Regions from separate parts of the Zea mays genome. Here region 2 is linked to region 1. The links are chromatin contacts, called in public Hi-C maps. All regions are on one chromosome and are shown on one strand. The core of a region is the stretch at or near the end of the contact, and the rest is flanking DNA. Distances in the headings are between cores, read along the strand shown.

Region 1 (4,319 bases), core at 1,145-3,644:
AGTGCCCGCGATCTGGCACTCGGCAAAGATTTTTTTAAAATTAAAAAATATACTTTGCCGAGTGCCTTTGATCTGGCACTCGGCAAAGGCTTCTTTGCCGAGTGCCTGTCTGTTGGCACTCGGCAAAGACTAGACTTAGGGTTTTTAAAAAAACTTTGCCGAGAGCCGCACGACAAGCATTCGGCAAAGCTTTCTTTGCCGAGTGTCCAAGCTGGGGCACTCGGCAAAATATATTTAATTTTTTTTTATTTTGTTTATGAAACTTTTTGTGGTATGTTCCTACACTATGTAGACCTACATGTACCATTTTAGAACAATTATAACTGTGTTTTCAATAGCTAGTAGATTTAGTTCGTTTATTTGAATTTCTTCGGAAAATTTAGATTTGAATTGCAAGCCACTCGAAACTTGGAAAACCGTGCATGCAAAAATGATATCCATGCTACTTAGCACAAGTTACGACCGATTTCAGGAGCGGACCGGAAACTTCGAGCACCATGCTCACTCAACATGGCCGTGAACTTGCCATCCAGCTGTTTAAAATTTTTATAAAACACAAACAAAGTCAGAAAATCATGAAACTTGTCCACGTGTTATGATATCATATGTACAGGCTGCGATAAAAATTTTAGAATGTTTGGAGAAAGGAGTGTGGCACTATGTGTAGAAACCTAAGAGAACTACACATGAAATCATAGAGTTTCAATGTGGATCTCTTAGGTTTGTACACATAGTGTCCCACAACTTTCTCCAAACATTCTAAAATTTTTATCGCAGCCTGTACATATGATATCATGACACGTGGACAAGTTTCAGGATTTTCTGACTTTGTTTGTGTTTTATACAATTTTTAAACATGTGGATGACAAGTTCAAGGTCATGTTTAGTGAGTATGTTGCTCGAAGTTTCCGGTCCGCTCCTGGAATCGGTCGTAACTTATGCTAAGTAACATGAATATCATTTTTGCATGCACGGTTTTCCAAGTTTCGAGTGACCTGCAGTTCAAATCTAAATTTTCCGAAGAAATTCAAATAAACGAACTAAATCTACTAACCATTGAAAACTCTGTTAAAATTGTCCACAAATGATACATGTAGGTCTACATAATGTAGGAAGATACCACAAAAATTTTGGGAGACAAAATCAAAAAAATTAAAATAAACTTTGCCGAGTGCCTACTATGTGGCACTCGGCACAGAACCTCTTTGCCGAGTGCCAGCCGTTGGCTCTCGGCAAAGACTGACGGCCGTCAGCTTTGGGACGGCCGCTGACGGCCGTTTGCCGAGAGCCCCCTTTGCCGAGTGTTTGACACTCGGCAAAGTTGTCTTTGCCGAGTGTCGTCCTGTACCGAGTGTTCAGCACTCGGTAAAGTTCGCTTTACCGAGTACCTAACTTTACCGAGTGCGGCACTCGGTAAAGCCTTCTTTGCCGAGTGCCCGACAAAAGGCACTCGGCAAAGAATACAACACTCGGCAAAGCCTGCAATTTCGGTAGTGGTAGTATAATTTATGTTGGGGAAGCCTAATTTCCGTGGACCTTTGACCGATGGAAATTATTCAGTTTTCTGTTATGAGACAAATATCGAATATAGTAGTGATATGGGTATTATATTTGAGAGAGGGCAAAGATAAGAAATTTTGGCTAGTTTATAAAGTTAAAAATTTATCCACAAACTTGTAGTAATACTTTATGCATGCATGTCTCATAAGGTTCTGACGTGTGCAGGGGCATTAGTTGATGTCTACATTAGTTTATATAAATAGAAAGAAAAAGGCACTCAAATGCCAATGAGAGAGGAGGATAACATACTATTTTTTACTATTGCAATGGGCAAAAGAAGCATGCCTATCGTAGGTCAACATGATTGTTCTATAAAAGAAAAAGCATAATGCGCTGCATGGGTACCATGCTTATGCTTGTGAAGATATTGCTACTCGATCGAGGTGTGTGGAACGTATACACGTGGAGTTCGCCGGTTGCAGGAATGTTCCTCTCTTCACGCATGCAGAGCTGATCGATCAAGCTGTTTCCAGCAAATGCATGCTGCGTTCCTTTATTAATTCCAAGAAAGGATAGTTGAAAAAGCTTGCCCCGATGATGATGATGCATTGAGGAACACGGTTGTGTACTCCATATATCCGATCTACAGCTCAGAATAATTCTTTATGCAGGTATATGTGGTTGGCCCTCACGCACTGCACGGATGCATGTATGGGCTTTGTCTTAAGGTTTACACTATCGTCCCAAGTTCCCAAAGTTCGGAACGGTGCAACATCTGGTGTTTTTTTTTTTTTTTTTTTTTTGCAAAATTGCAGTGCACTCCACTATAGGTGTAGACTATGTACTATATACGTCGCTGTACGTGGATCTATCTAGCAAAACACGGCCGGCAACAGCATGGGCATGGTGTGTGTGGGCATCCACATCTGAATGATTGACTTGCATTGTTTTGAGCCGCATATCATGCAGGGAGGCGCAACAACACGACGTCCGTCCCGGCCCCACTCGCTTCTTTTGCATGCATGGCTATCATTATTTTTAATCTCTTCTTTGGCAAAAGCTAAAGAAAGAAGCCAAACTAAAGCTGTGGCGCCAGCTCAATGTCTCGTATCTTTCGCCGAATCTTCTTCGTCGTGCATATAAATGTCTGTGTGTGCTATACATATAAATGTCTGTGTGTGCTTTCGATCGTATATATATAGAATATGCGTAGTTGCTACCAAAGTTTCATATATACGTGGATGGAAGTGGTAGAAATATCTTGCTTTGTTTATTTGCAACAGAGAAAGAACGAAAGATATTTTGTAATATAGACTAGATGCATGCAAATGAGTCTTCAGTTTCTACATGTTATAGGTGACATCTAGCTAGCTGTGAGCGTGATCAGAGATGGTTGTCTAATTAATGTTTATCGCACGAGACAAATATCATTATATTTGGAATTCAATATACTTCCATAATATATCTATTTAGACGTTTTAGTGTCAATAAATCTTAAGTCACTTTAACAAAAGACGGTGTAATGCAGATTGCTTAACTTTTGGTCAATTAATTAATATTAAACACTCAAATACTCGTTATTTATTTAACAAATTTTTTACTGTAAAATAAATGTGCACATATTACCAGCCCTTAGTTGCCACTCTGTGAAATAAAAAGGGCGATGCGAAAAATTAAAAAAATTGCATATGGTTTCTTATGAGCTTTTGGAGTTTGAAAGCTGCCTTTACTAGCTAGCTAATCAAATCCACAGTTAATTAAATTACTGTAGAAGAGTGAGATCAGACACAACAGTAAAACGATAAAGATCCGACGGCCACATGATGTCCAATGGTCTCCTTGCGGCTGTCGGACGTACACTTATGTCCGATGGCTTTCTATAGCCGTCGTACATAAGAATATACGTCCGACGGCTGTCAGAGAGACCATCGGAACTAACATTATGTTCGACGGTGAGGCCGTCGGAACACTAGTACACAGAAGTTCTATAGTGACGGTCCTAAAACTATTTTCACTGGCGTTTTTCAGTGCCGCTAGTGCTAGGGGCCAGTGGAAATCGCCATTTCCACTGGCGGTTATTCAAGAACCGCCAGTGGAAATAGCATTTCCACTGGTGGTTTTCTTAAGCAACCGCCAGTGAAAATAGCATTTCCACTGGCGGTTTTATTAAGAAAACCGCCAGTGGAAATTCCACTGGCGGTTTGTTTTATTTAGCCGCCAGTGGAAAGGTTTCCCGCCTTTTTTTAAATTTTCGTACTGAAATTTATATATTTACACACACAAACATATATATATTTATATTGATATTGATAAACATGTAGTATTGATATTAAAAGCAATATGGAATTAAATTCTATCATACATTTATATACATCAAAGTCTTGTTTACAACCATATATGTATCACACATTATATACATCAAAGTTTTCACTTAAGCTCTAATAACTATCTCGGCTAAGAAATAGTCTACTAATTTCTGTTAGTATTCTAAACTCTGGCAAAGCTAATGTTCCGGAAGCATCGTGATATTTCCCTTCTGCGAGAATGACCTCTTTCAATATGAATGTGCACAGGTCCTCAACTATGCCATACAATGCACCTTCAGTCAAGTTCTCCGGGCTTCCTTGTTGAAATTGCTGTAAAGGAAGTTTATAAACATTATCTATTTATAATCAATAATAACACATTTGCATCTTTAATGACATAAATACATACGTGACTATTACTAATAATACCTTGCCAGGGTTCGTGATGTATCATCCGTTCATTCTCATGAACTCGCACACGTAGAACCCACATAGGACCGATCTGGGTGGTTG
Region 2 (4,319 bases), core at 456-2,955, 170 kb after region 1:
TTTAATTATTTACTAACGAAATGTTTATTATTATTGACGAAACATTCGGTTATTACTGACGAAAAGTTTGATTATTAATGTTCGGTTATTATAAAAAATGTTCGCTTATTACTGACAAATCTGAACAACCACGGATAGCACCTATAAAGTGAATGCACGCAATGTGCGTGGAGTTATTGGATCCCGCAAAAAAAAGAAAAAGTTTAACGCGCATCTGGGGTGTAGGGGTGAAAACGGGCGAATACGGACGGATAGTAGCTTATCCTGTATCCTATCCTGATGTATTTAAAACGGATTCGGGATCGGATACAGATAGTTAGAAATAGGACAGATACAGATACAGGGACCGGATATTTATCCGGGCGGATAAGTGATGGATACATATATTATTTGATCGGATATCGGATACTTGTCGGATAATGCATTAATTGGTTATCATAAAATATTCTTATTCGACCACGAAATTGCAAGTAAATTAATACTAATAAACATTTAATAGAAGATAATCTAAAGTTCCCACATAAAAATGGTAAAGTGAAGTATTGATTATGTTGAAACTTGGATACTTAGAGTGATTTCACGTGTAATTCACGCAATAAGTGGAAATAAAATAGAAGAAATGTTGACATCATGTGGACTTTATGGTCCCATTATTTTTGATGACTATATGTGACCATATGTTGTACCTTCGTATAATTTCATGGATTTCTGAGGCTATTTTTACATTATTAATTTCTTTCTACATAAAATCATCAAGATATAATTAAAATTCATAAAATACACTAGTTTTGACCTAAAATTACAAAAAGCTTACCAAAACAAATAAACATTCTATTCAAATAAAACCTCAAGTCCCCACATGAAAATGATAAGTGAAATATTAATTATGTTGAAACTTCGATACATAAAATAATTTCAGGTGTAACTCACGCAATAAGTGGGAGTGGAATGGAAGAAACACCAACATCTTGTGGATTTTATAGTCCAAATATTTTTTAGAACTATATGTGGATAATGATTTTTTAGGCTATTTGGTGTATTATTAATTTCTTATTGTAGAAAATCATCAAAATACAATTAAATTCATAAAAATATTGTAGCGTCGACCAAAAATTACAAATAAGTTACCAATATTAATAAATAGTTTATAAAAAGATAATCCTAAGTTCCCACATGGAGATAATCTTAAGTCCCCACATGAAAATGATAAAGTCTATTATTTTGATATAAATTTAGACAATATTTCAATGATTTTGGCCTAAAGATATGTTTAAACAAAAACGTGATGTACTACAAAGTTATAAATCTCTTCGAGCTCTACAAATTTCATATAAACTTTATATTAATCCGATTTAATATGTAAAAGTTATGATTTTATAACTATATTATTATGCAGAAAAAGAAAAAAACGGGTATCCAAATTCTGGATACCCGTATCCGACCCGAATATCCGGGTATTTACCGGGTAGTACTCGCTCCGTATCCGACCCAAATCCTAAGTTGTACTATCTAGGTATTATCCGAATCCATATCCGAAAAAATAGGTATTTACTATCCGTATCCGGTACCCGACGGGTATACCTCACCCGTTTTCACTTTAATTGGGTGTGCGGCAAAAAAAAAAAAGGGGGCGTGCGGAAGGGAAGGGCAGCTTTTGCATGCGGACATGCACGGAGGTCCACCTGACCGACGCGCTGGGACAGACAGGTCCAGGTGAGCGCACTGGACGGCTAGTCGGGCGTAGCGGGGTTCGGTCCAGATGAAGCTTCAGTGCCATTTTGAGAAGCCGCTAGGAACGTGAAATCAGCCGTCCCTACAAATATATTTCTAGGAACATCAACCGTCCCTGAAAATACACTCCTAGAGGTGGCGGTGTTTTAAGCTTGGTTCTTGGCAACTCCATAATTGGTGCCTCTAATATAAGGTCTTCTTCATCGTAAAGCTTGATTTCTAGACGTGGCTCGGGTCTTGAGACTTTATAGAAACTGATTTAAACGGAGCTTGATGCTTTTCGTGGGAAAAAAATACCAGTGGCGTCTTTAAAAAATATTTCTGTTGTAGTGAGCAGCAATTATTAGTATTACCTTTATTTAGATCATGCCTAACTTATTTAATTACGGTGCTAGATTTGCCAACAATCGTGCGGATGTTTCAGATTTTTATATCTTGGATTCTTCCCTTTCTGAAGCATCATAACATGTAATCCTAGCCGACGCCTAAGTGGCCATAGCATTTGAAAAAAGAAAGAGTCTCGAGCTGCGACTACCATATTGATCACACAAAGTGAGCCTTTTTGTTAAAACGTATTAGTTTTTGTATTCCAAGAAACGTTATGCTCTGGGTCCGGGCCTGACGTTTCGGCATCACAGGCCTAGTAAAGCTATGAAAAGTTAAGTTTTGTGGGAGTATATGTGGAAAGAATTCTATTGTTGATGACCTCGGCCACCCTAGCAAAAGCGATCATACACTAGCTAGTAATATATCACACTAAGGTAAATGACATGTGCAGTGATGTCATTTCCTAATCCCCTCTTCCGAGCATGGTCTATCCAAATTGAATCCCAGATTTTTTGTAATGAGGAAAAACACTCTCAAAGCTATAGTGCCTCTTCCCCCTTTTCGTCTTGTTCGATTTGTAATTAAGGCTTTATTCTGTTAATCTGTTCCACATGGGAATTGAGTGCGATTGAATCCCATGCAAGTCAAAATCTCTCTTATCCCCTTCCATGTCCTAATATCCCGTCAAACGAACCTTGCATGAAGGATCAAACCTAACCATCTCCATCCAAGCTTTCGACCGCGAGTATCATATCTAGACTTGACCTATTGAATGGCTCTAATTATGCCTCTTGAATGGAGAAGATTGACCTCGTATTGGTGTTAGTTGAAATAGACTATACCATTGACAATGGATGGCATATTGCCCTAGTATTGACAGTAGAAGAAACTACTGAGGCATACAACTTTAATCGTGGCATATGAGAAATGCATGATTGTCATAAAAGCTCTATCATAGAATATATAACGGGAGAAATCTTTAAATGTCAGCACCACATATTACATTTATATGATTCAACAATAGTTCACTAGTTCTTCAAAAGCATAGTACATAAATTGGTAACTGCATTGTCTTAGTCTTGGTATACTAGTCTATTAAAGTAGAGATTATAACCTAATAAATTAAGTTCTAAGTATACAAGAGTAAGTATGTGATCAATGAGGACAATGTTGGGTTGATCTCATCTGAACTTAGTTAGAGGATTGAGCCAGACTCCTCACGCCCTCATCGTAGGTGCACTGGTTGTGGGACGGGGCTAGCATGTGAGCCAACGTCCGTTGGCACCCCTTGCCCCCACAAATCTAAACGAGACCAGATCTACTCCAACGCAGTTAGTGATGGGAAGTACACTACCTCTGCACTCTTAGTGTTGCTGCCATATTATACATTGACTCTGACAGCCACCGAGTCTCCTATTTCTTTGGTGACCTCTTTCAATCCTGAAGGTATCGACCTAGTTGTATCTGTTCTAGTGTTTATGGTTATGGGCTACAATACTATAAAGCTTAATGGATAGAACTACATCTCAAACGGTATAGACCTTATTGTCTCTTCTCCTAGTATGTGTGCTTCATGGCCTAAAAAATAAATCAACAAGCTTATGAACACCGATGTATTTTCACCCAAGAGTATTCCGAAGTATTGGTTTTAGTAGCACTAATAGAGAATGGACAATGGTAGTATACTAGTTTCAACTAGATTTGGGTTTGGGACTATGTGAGTATTAGTTCTAGGTTCAAATTTCTTGGATGTTAGAACATCTTTAGCTCTGATTAATAACATCAATGCAAATTAAATGGTCTATACTCTATACATACTAGTCTCAGTTGGTGTTACCAACCACACTAAAAAGTCTTGACTCTTCAGTCGTGGTTAGTAACATCCACTGGGGCTAATATATAGCCTCGATACTAAAGGTCCTATGACCTGTTAGTTTAAAATAAAAAGCACCTACCTAAATAAAAATGTACTATGTATGGGAAGTCAAGGTTATATATGAGACAATACATGAGGTGTTATATTTGAATCCCACAAAGTCATAGGGATTGTACGATATTATTTTTAACATCGACGGATGTTGGGAACTAAAGAGCATTAAGCCCCTATTTTCATCCAGGGCTAATGCCTGTTAGTGCAGCAAATAAAAAGTATACTAATTTCAAAGTAAATCATATAGGGTAACGACAACAAAGATAGAAGAGAAGTATAGATAACTATGTAGAAAGGTTGAAAGTCGCCTAGAGGGGGGTGAATAGGCAAA

Evidence for each region. Hi-C and Micro-C count contacts between places; a contact is called where the count stands out from the background.
Region 2: a contact with region 1 is called in a Hi-C map of ear, with 1.7 times the contacts expected there. The contact joins two enhancer-like sites. A contact is called at or near these places in 2 of 25 Hi-C or Micro-C datasets (ear and endosperm).

What each region holds. Positions count from the first base shown.
Region 1 is chr4:212,582,662-212,586,980 of Zm-B73-REFERENCE-NAM-5.0, forward strand. No RefSeq gene overlaps it. Among protein-coding and RNA genes, the nearest start is that of LOC109945623, 37 kb to the left of the region's middle. Within about 2 kb of position 2,395, at least 16 of the 20 cell types and tissues checked have an H3K27ac peak or open chromatin away from gene starts, as enhancers often do. A contact at or near this core is called in ear, where this site is marked.
Region 2 is chr4:212,752,671-212,756,989 of Zm-B73-REFERENCE-NAM-5.0, forward strand. No RefSeq gene overlaps it. Among protein-coding and RNA genes, the nearest start is that of LOC109945927, 14 kb to the left of the region's middle. Within about 2 kb of position 1,706, at least 7 of the 20 cell types and tissues checked have an H3K27ac peak or open chromatin away from gene starts, as enhancers often do. A contact at or near this core is called in ear, where this site is marked.